2 separate regions of the Mus musculus genome follow, and region 2 is linked to region 1. The links are chromatin contacts, called in public HiChIP or PLAC-seq maps. All regions are on one chromosome and are shown on one strand. The core of a region is the stretch at or near the end of the contact, and the rest is flanking DNA. Distances in the headings are between cores, read along the strand shown.

Region 1 (4,046 bases), core at 1,369-3,868:
CCATTTAGAATGAAGCAGAGGCACAAAGAAGAATTAAAATTACATAGTGGTCAAACTAGGGTCTACATGAGTCCAAATCCAGTGTTATCTTCATAAGCTAATAATTTTTTAAGACTGAATCTCTCTGGGTAGTCCTGACTGTCTTGGAACCCACTGTGTAGACCAGGCTAGCTTTGAACTCCCAAAGACCCACCTGCCTCTACCGCCCAAGTGCTGGGATTAGCGTGTGCCAGCTACCATGCCCAGCTAGTTAGTAAATAATTACAAGTTTTTGTGTGAAGTTTAAGCTATCTTACTATCAACCAGCAACACTTAGCGTTTATTGAGCACTACGTGCACCAGGACAGGTATAGATGTCCGTGGGTTCAGCTTCTCTCTTCTGGAGTTCACAGTCTAACCCTGTATAAAGAGAGGGATCCCTAGCTCCCTGCTGAGAGGGCTCATGAAAAGCTGCACACCCAGGACATTAGCAGCCACAGGCCAGAGGGAGCTGGCAGTGTAGACAGACAGGAGCAGCAGCAGCCTAGCATGCCTTGAGAAAGCTGCGTCAAGTGAAGGAAGAACAGTGCCTGGAACTAGTACTCCAGAGGACTTCCCAACTCACCCAAGACAGCCATCCATCTCGCTCTCCTTGGAAGCATGCCAGCAGCAGGGACGGTCTGAGTCCAGGGTGGTTGTTTCGTGGAGAGGCAAAACAATATGAGTTTTGAGAGGGTGGAGTCTTCCTGTGTAAACACCACTGACCAAAGAGCTCCACTAGTTTTCCTTCTGGTCAGACAATGTGTCCCCTCTCGTTGGTTCCTTAGGTGAGGAGTGGACAGCTGAGGTCACGATATACTCACCACAGCAGATCATCAAGCTTTATGTTGGAAGCCATTGGTATGCAACGACCCTGCAGACCCTGATGAAGGTACCGCTAGGCCCAACTGTCCTCCCACTTTGGCTTCCCCCACCCGAGCATCTTTGGGACTTGCCATGTGACCTTTGTACAGCTTCCTCTACTGCTTAGCCTAAGAACCTTTCCCTAGCTCCCTGGCCAAGAGTGCTCAGATTCTGTAGGTAGAAATGTGATGAGCAGCATGGTGGGAAGGCCTCGGGAATGTGGGGAGAGAAGAGTCTGGTTCTCAGGGGCCAAGAAGGAGGTGGGGTTGAGCTCCAAAGGCTGGGAGGTGTGGGGAGTGGGACGACCAGAAGTTGAAGCAGAGGCAATGAATGCACTCCTCCTTAGATTCTCTCCACTTTGCTTACCTATAGTCAACATACAGAGAGATAGAAATCTCCAAACCTACTCTTTACTAAAGCCCAAGACCATGGGACTGATTCTGATGTCTAACCCCTTCCTCTAGTACCCAGAACTGCTATCCAACACTCAGAGAGTGTACTGGATCGCCTACGGACAGACCTTGCTCATTCACGGGGACGGCCAAATGTTCCGACACATTCTCAACTTCCTGAGACTTGGAAAACTGTTTTTACCATCAGAATTTAAGTAAGCCAACACAGGAAATCAGATTATAAAACACTAAGGCTGACTCTCTGTAGCAAAGAGAACCCTCTGTTGTAGCCTTTGGGGAGGAGGTTCTATTATTTTCAACATGGGCATTACTGTTCAAGGCAGCTTCTTTAGAGGCCCGTGTCTCCCCTCCCCCCATAGTTTCCCATCTCCTTGTCATTTGCAGGGAATGGCCTCTCTTCTGCCAGGAGGTGGAGGAGTATCATATTCCAGCCCTCTCAGAAGCCCTGGCACAATGCGAAGCATACAAGTGAGTAGATTTCACTCTGGATTCTATGTTAACAATTTGGACCTTGATAAATTCCTCTTACAGATGTTTTTATCTGCCAGGGAGACCTACTCTCCTGAGAGTTGAAGGAGGGAGTTGGTGAAATGGGCTCTAGATGAGTCATTGCCCTATGAAAACCCCTTTAAAGGCCCCCTCCCATCCACTGTTGATAATTACTCACTCCCAGCCAATGGACAGGCCTGACCTTTGATAATTGTACAACAGACCCACAGCTACCTGACAGGCTGATGGAAGCTTCTTCTCACTGACCAATCCCTCTTGGTCTCTATAGGTCATGGACTCAGGAGAAAGAATCTGAAAATGAAGAAGCTTTTCCCATTAGGAAGCTGCATGTGGTGACCGAAGGGACAGGGCCAATGGCAGAGTTCAGCAGAGATGCCAAGGAAGTAAGGCCCAGGAGTTTTTGTTTGGTGTCCTTAAACATCACCTCCATAGGGTTCAAGGGGAAGACCTAGCTCCTGAGGGTACGGTACCGTAGAAAAGCAGGACCCCCCATGTGTTACTAGTAGAAGAACTAGTTTCTGAATTTTGAGGAGGCACAGGAGTGTGCTAGCTACTTGTGGCCTGGAGTAACAATCTCTCCTTTTGAAATATAAAAGTTGCCTGGGCTGGTATGACTCCCTCTTGGACTGAGTGAACTTAAATGATGATCCATCTCAGGGGGTAAGATTGTCCTGAGCAAACAGGCTGTCTTAAAGCCCAGTTTATTAGGTCTTGGGAAGACTTTGATAATTGTACAACAGACCCACAGCTACTGTGTCCCTCCCTCCCCAGACCACAGCCTGCATGCCTGTGGACTTCCAGGAATGCAGTGACAGGACTCCATGGAACAAGGCCAAAGGGAACCTGACCAGGTCCAGCCAGATGGAAGAGGCTGAGCAGTATACCCGGACTATTCAGGTCTCCCTCTGCAGAAATGCCAAGAGGGGAGGCAATCCCAGCACATACTCACACTGCTCTGGTTTATGTGCCAACCCCAGACATTGGGGAGGTCACTCTGAGAGTCCCCCCAAGAAGAAGTGCACCACTATAAACCTCACACAGAAACCTGATGCCAAAGACCCTCCTGTCACCCCCATGCAAAAACTCATATCTTTAGTCAGGGAATGGGACATGGTCAACTGTAAACAGTGGGAATTCCAGCCACTGCCAGCCTCCAGGAGCAGCTCTGTGGAGGAGGCTAGCCTGCATGTCCCCTCGGGAAGTGAGGCTGCTCCGCAGCCTGGTACCTCAGCTGCTTGGAAAGCTCATTCCATAACCTCTGAGAAGGATGCTGGTCCCCAGACTGGACCCGGAGCTGGAGTGAAAGACAAGGGTCCAGAGCCAACCTTTAAGCCATACTTCCCTACAAAAAGAGCTATTACCCTAAAGGACTGGGGCAAGCAGAGGCCCAAGGACAGAGGTGAGTCTTGCCCCATCCTTGACCCAAGTCTCATTTCAACTGAAAACAGATCTCCCGGCTAAGACCATAGAGAGTTCTGAGCAGGGGCCAGAACCTCCTATGCAGGTACCAGCTCTGTGCGAGGTAGCAGGCACAGAAATGAGTAGTACACTGGCTTGTTAACTTGAGGAGTGAAGAGGTCATGTGAGGAGGAGTGATGAGCATTGTGGGAGAGAACCTAAGAAATATGAGCTAGAAAGAGGCCAGCCACTGGGGAGTCAGCAGGCAGGGAGAACATGTAGGGTGTTGGTGGAAGCACAGGGCACTGCTCTAGCTGGAGGTCTGGATTCTAGTGCACAAGCCATTAGGAATGACACTGAAGCCAGGAGTCATCTGACCAGGTCTTAGGGACCAAGTTCAGAATGTGGTGCTCTCTTCTGCCCTTAATAAGGATGACCAACTCCTAGAGGATCTTTTAAAGGGAACCCATGATGAGGTGTGTGCTTCTGAAGTGAGGTCATAGGAGGCCAAGCATCAGCGGTGTGGATGCATTCCAGGCTGGACAAAGGAGGCTGAGTAGTGGAGGGAGGCAGAGGTGCCACCAAGAGGCCAATCATCTAGGGTGGCTGTGAGCAAGTGAAAGGGCCTTTAATCAAAGTGGGTGACAGTAGAAAAGAGACCTCTGGGAAAGGCACAGGTGGCATGGGAAATACTAGGGCCCTTTCACGAGGGACTTTGGGGACTGAGCTGATGCTAGTTTGTGGCTGGCAGTGGCAGGAAACACAGAGAAGTTTGCTGAGAAGTGCCATGTCAGGTTATTTTCTCAGCTTCCCTTCTAGTGGCCTGGGTCCCACTTAGAGGTG
Region 2 (3,991 bases), core at 652-3,151, 890 kb before region 1:
TGGAGCCACATCCTTCTGCACAGATGAGGGCTGAGGCAACCATACCTGCAAAGGCATCATGGGAAACTGCTCAGGTCTGAGCTCCTGGGGCTCCAGAAGCAGGAAACACAGAAGTCAGGCTGCTGGGCAGAGCCTGCTTTCCCCTAAGTAGATGGAGCATCAGCAGGAGCCGCTGAAGGCTTAAGAGGAAGCAGTGTGGTCTACTGTGTCATTCAGAAAGATCCCAGCAGTGAGCAGGCGAGCCAGAGGAAGGGGCGAGGTGCTGGAAAGTCAGGGGAGGCTGCTGTGGTCTGTGGCAGGAGAGGACCAGGCGGCTGGGCATGCCTGTGGCAATCCAGCTCCAGAGCCCCAGAAGCAGAGCTGCGGGCTTCTGAGAGGAGGCGGGATATGGAAGAGGATGATGGCTCGGTGACGCCTTGAGAGACCGCGCTGGTGTTAGGAAAACAAGAGGAAAAATGAACCTGAAGGGAAACTGTCAGTCAACTACATGGGGTCAAAGGTCATGAAGCACCTATGCTGGTTGTCCCATGAGGAGTCACCTGAGGGGTTTGAAGAGAGACAGGGGAAAGTTGGGCATTAAGAGTCAGGGCAACATCACAGAGCTCTCAAGAGGGACAGTTGTGAGAGCAGGGAGAGGGCAAGAAGCACAGTGACAAGGGACCAGGGGCAGAAAAGAAGGAAACAGAAATCAAGGAGCCGAAAGGAAAGCCTTAGAGTCTAGTCCTCTCTTCCTCTCTCCTGCCTTTCCTTTTCCTACCTGAGCAAGGTCTTGAACATGCTAAGCAATCAATCACTGGGCCACGTCTCCAGCCCCTGGATCTAATTTTTACTGCTGTTTGTGTGAAACAAGTTCCCATCACTATGTAGCTGAGGCTAGCTAGTTTTAACTTTCCTGCCTCAGCCTCCCGAGCGCTGAGATTGTGTGTATCACTACACGCAGTCTCCTGGGATTATTTCTTAAAGCGATTCTGACCAAAACCGCATGAACTGGGTTTTCATTAGTGCTGACGTCTTTACGGAGATTTTCTTTTGAAAACTTAACAGCAAGTCCACCCAGATACACTGCCCCCACTTCTTCTGTATGAATGGGAGTGCAGCCTCAAGCTGGGCTGTTCACTCCCAGCCAGCTAGAGGGCAGCTTCCGGATAGCACCAGCACACTGTGAATGGTTATGTAGGTTAGCCTAAGCTACATGCCGGTGTACTATCTTTAAACTAAACAAACCAGGGCTCGAGGAGCTGCCTCGGCAGTTAGGAGCATTGGTTCCTCTGCCAAAGGATCTGGGTTCACTTCCCAGCACCCCGCATGGCAGCTCGCAACGATCTGTAACTTCAGTTCCAGAGAGCCAACGCCTCTTCTGGCCTCCAAGGCATCAGACATATATACTGCATACAGACCTACATGTAGGCAGGACACCCACACACATAAAATAAAAAGTAAAAACAAGGCAAACAAACCACTCAGGGGGACTCAGTGGGTACAGAAGCACGCTCTCCTGCCCACAGTCCAGAGCCAATCTTCCTGTGTCTGTGTCCTTCTTGCCTGTAAGCAGTCACTGTGGTCACTAAGGGAGTGGCCTTGGGAGGCAGGAGTGGCTCTTGTGTGGCTCCATCTCTCTTGTGTCCACACTCAGTTCTCGATCTCTCTGCTCTACCTGCCTCTCCCTTGCTCACCGTTTGCCCTGCCCAGTCAATATGCAGCACCCTTCCATCCCCACACCCTCTGGAGGACACCTGCACCTTCCATACGTGCATGGTCACCAGCATTTCTCACCAAACACCTGCAGAAACCATATCTGACTCTGCTTCCCAAGTTCCTTGTTTAACTTCTCTGCCTTGACCCTGTCTGCTGTCCAACACTACTACCCCATAGTATCTGGCCACACCCAACCTCTTGGCTCTGGCCCCAAGCATGAAGCATAGGCTCTTGGCTCTGTCTCAACATGGGTCCACCTGTGAGGACCTGATCCTGCTGCTTCCTGCTTGTCTTCTGTAGGCCCTGCCGGCCCCTAGATCAACCTCTTATAGAGGTTTCTATCCATTCACATGGATTTTCTTCTCTGTGTTTATGGATTTCTTGTCTACTGACGTCAAACTCTTTCTCCCTGAGCAGAAAAATCTCCATTAAAAATGAAAAGCCTAAGGCTCAAGAGTCCCAGTGCCTCATGGTCCCAGAGGATCTGGGCACAAAGCAGGAGTGAACAGTGAAGGGATGAGTGAGCAGTGGGCCTCCTCCTAGCCTGGCGTCTGAGCAGAGAGACATTGCTATCATCACTGAAATGGGGATGAAGAAAGTGGAGTCCAGAGGTAGATCTGGATGTAGTCCTAGAAACCAAAGCCTGTCACTCATTAAGGCTGCGTTCTGGAGTCAAGCAGGGAGACCGATTATACAGAAAACCTTGCCTTCCTCTGCTGATCAAAATGGGATGGTCAGTGCTGTGGTTATCATCAGAGGCTGTCTGGGGCTGTGGATATAGCTTGAAGGTAGAGTGCTGGTCTGACAGGCATGAAGGCCTGTGTTCAATCCCTACAATCATAAGGAACCGACTGTGGTGGCTCATGCCTGAAATCCCAATATCTAAGAGGTTCAAGTAGGAAGAGCAAAAGTTCAAGGTCATCCTTGGCCACATAGTAAGGTCAAAGTCAGACCAGGATGTAGGAAACCCTATCTAGAAATCAAAGATGCTTTATGAGTCCAGTTATATAGTGGTAATCTGGGGCCCTGGCTGATGGAGTAGCTATAATCTCAAACCCCACAGGTCCATGTGGCAGAAGGAGAGAACTCTATGGAAGTTCTGACACCTGCTGTTAAGTGAACTGTCTCACAAGGGGACTAGGAAATGCAACCTTGAAGAGACGTCTGGACAAAGGGAAAAGTTTGCCCAGACTTTTACCAAAGTAAAGCACGCCCAATCCTTTCAGAAGTCACTGCTGTGTAGAAATGTATTTCATCCACACTAGCAATCTATGTACATAGGAACTGCTGCAGCCAGAGCCAAGACTCCTGCACGCTCTATCAGAACTACTCAGCAAGAGGCAAAAGTATTGTGAGCTGGAGGCCAGCCTGGGCTACATAATAATATTTTAGAACATCAAATCATAGTCACAGACAGGGCAATGGTGGCACACGCCTTTAATCTCAGCACTAAGAAGGCAGAGGTAGGCAGATCTCTGTGAATTTGAGGCCAGCCTGGTCTACAAAATGAGTTCCAGGATAGCCAGGGCTACAGTGAAACCCTGTCTCAAAAAAAAAACCAAAGCAAAACCGAAAGCCTCAGTCTCAAAAAACAAGCAGGACTAGGGTACTGGCTCAGTGTTTTAAATGACCGCTGTGCTAGTATGAGACCTAAACTTGGAGTTGTATTAGTGTGGCTGTCGCTGGGGTGGAGCACCATGACCAGAAGCAATTTGGGGAGGGGAGGGTTTCTTAGGCCTTCATATCCTGAGTCACAGTCCACTGAGGGAGGCCAAGGCAAGAATTCAACCAGGGTTGTCTGGTGGGGGCCTTCCTGGGACATTTAAGGCATGAACTGATGCAGAAGCAATGGAGTGTTGCTTACTGGCTTGCTCCTCATGGCTTGCTCAGCCTGCTTTCTTACAGAATCCAGAACCATCAATTCAGGGGTGTCACAACTCATGATGGGCTAGGCTCTTTCCCCATCAATTGCATCAATTAAGAAAATGCTCTGCAGTCTTGCCTATGACCTGATCTTTTTTTAAAAAATTATTTATTTACTTATTTTATGCATATGAGTGCACTGTAGCTGTCTTCAGACACACCAGAAGAGGACACTGGATCCCATTACAGATGGTTGTGAACCACCATGTGGTTGCTGGGAATTGAACTCAGGACCTCTGGAAGAGCAGTCACTGCTCTTAACCGCTGAGTCATCTCTTCAGCCCCCTATGGCCGGATCTTATGGAAGCATTTTCTCAGTTAGGGTTCCCTCTTCTCAGATGCTTCTAGTTTGTGTCAAGTTGACATAAAACTA

The links. HiChIP or PLAC-seq counts read pairs in DNA pulled down with a chosen protein or histone mark.
Region 2: a FOXA1 HiChIP or PLAC-seq map of pancreatic cancer cells shows a contact between it and region 1. The contact joins two enhancer-like sites. A contact is called at or near these places in 1 of 115 datasets of contacts at active chromatin or transcription factors (pancreatic cancer cells) and 1 of 9 other capture datasets (liver).

Annotation. Positions count from the first base shown.
Region 1 is chr8:105,385,908-105,389,953 of GRCm38.p6, reverse strand. Kctd19 (potassium channel tetramerisation domain containing 19) reads left to right here. Exons shown (of 16, transcript NM_001301173.1): 8 at 807-910; 9 at 1,347-1,489; 10 at 1,680-1,763; 11 at 2,074-2,188; 12 at 2,577-3,204. Among named protein-coding and RNA genes, the nearest start is that of Plekhg4, 15 kb to the right of the region's middle. Within about 2 kb of position 2,618, at least 35 of the 459 cell types and tissues checked have an H3K27ac peak or open chromatin away from gene starts, as enhancers often do. A contact at or near this core is called in pancreatic cancer cells, where this site is marked.
Region 2 is chr8:106,274,806-106,278,796 of GRCm38.p6, reverse strand. All of the region lies in intron 2 of Smpd3 (sphingomyelin phosphodiesterase 3, neutral), which reads left to right. Among named protein-coding and RNA genes, the nearest start is that of 4930506A18Rik, 5.4 kb to the left of the region's middle. Within about 2 kb of position 1,901, at least 13 of the 459 cell types and tissues checked have an H3K27ac peak or open chromatin away from gene starts, as enhancers often do. A contact at or near this core is called in pancreatic cancer cells, where this site is marked.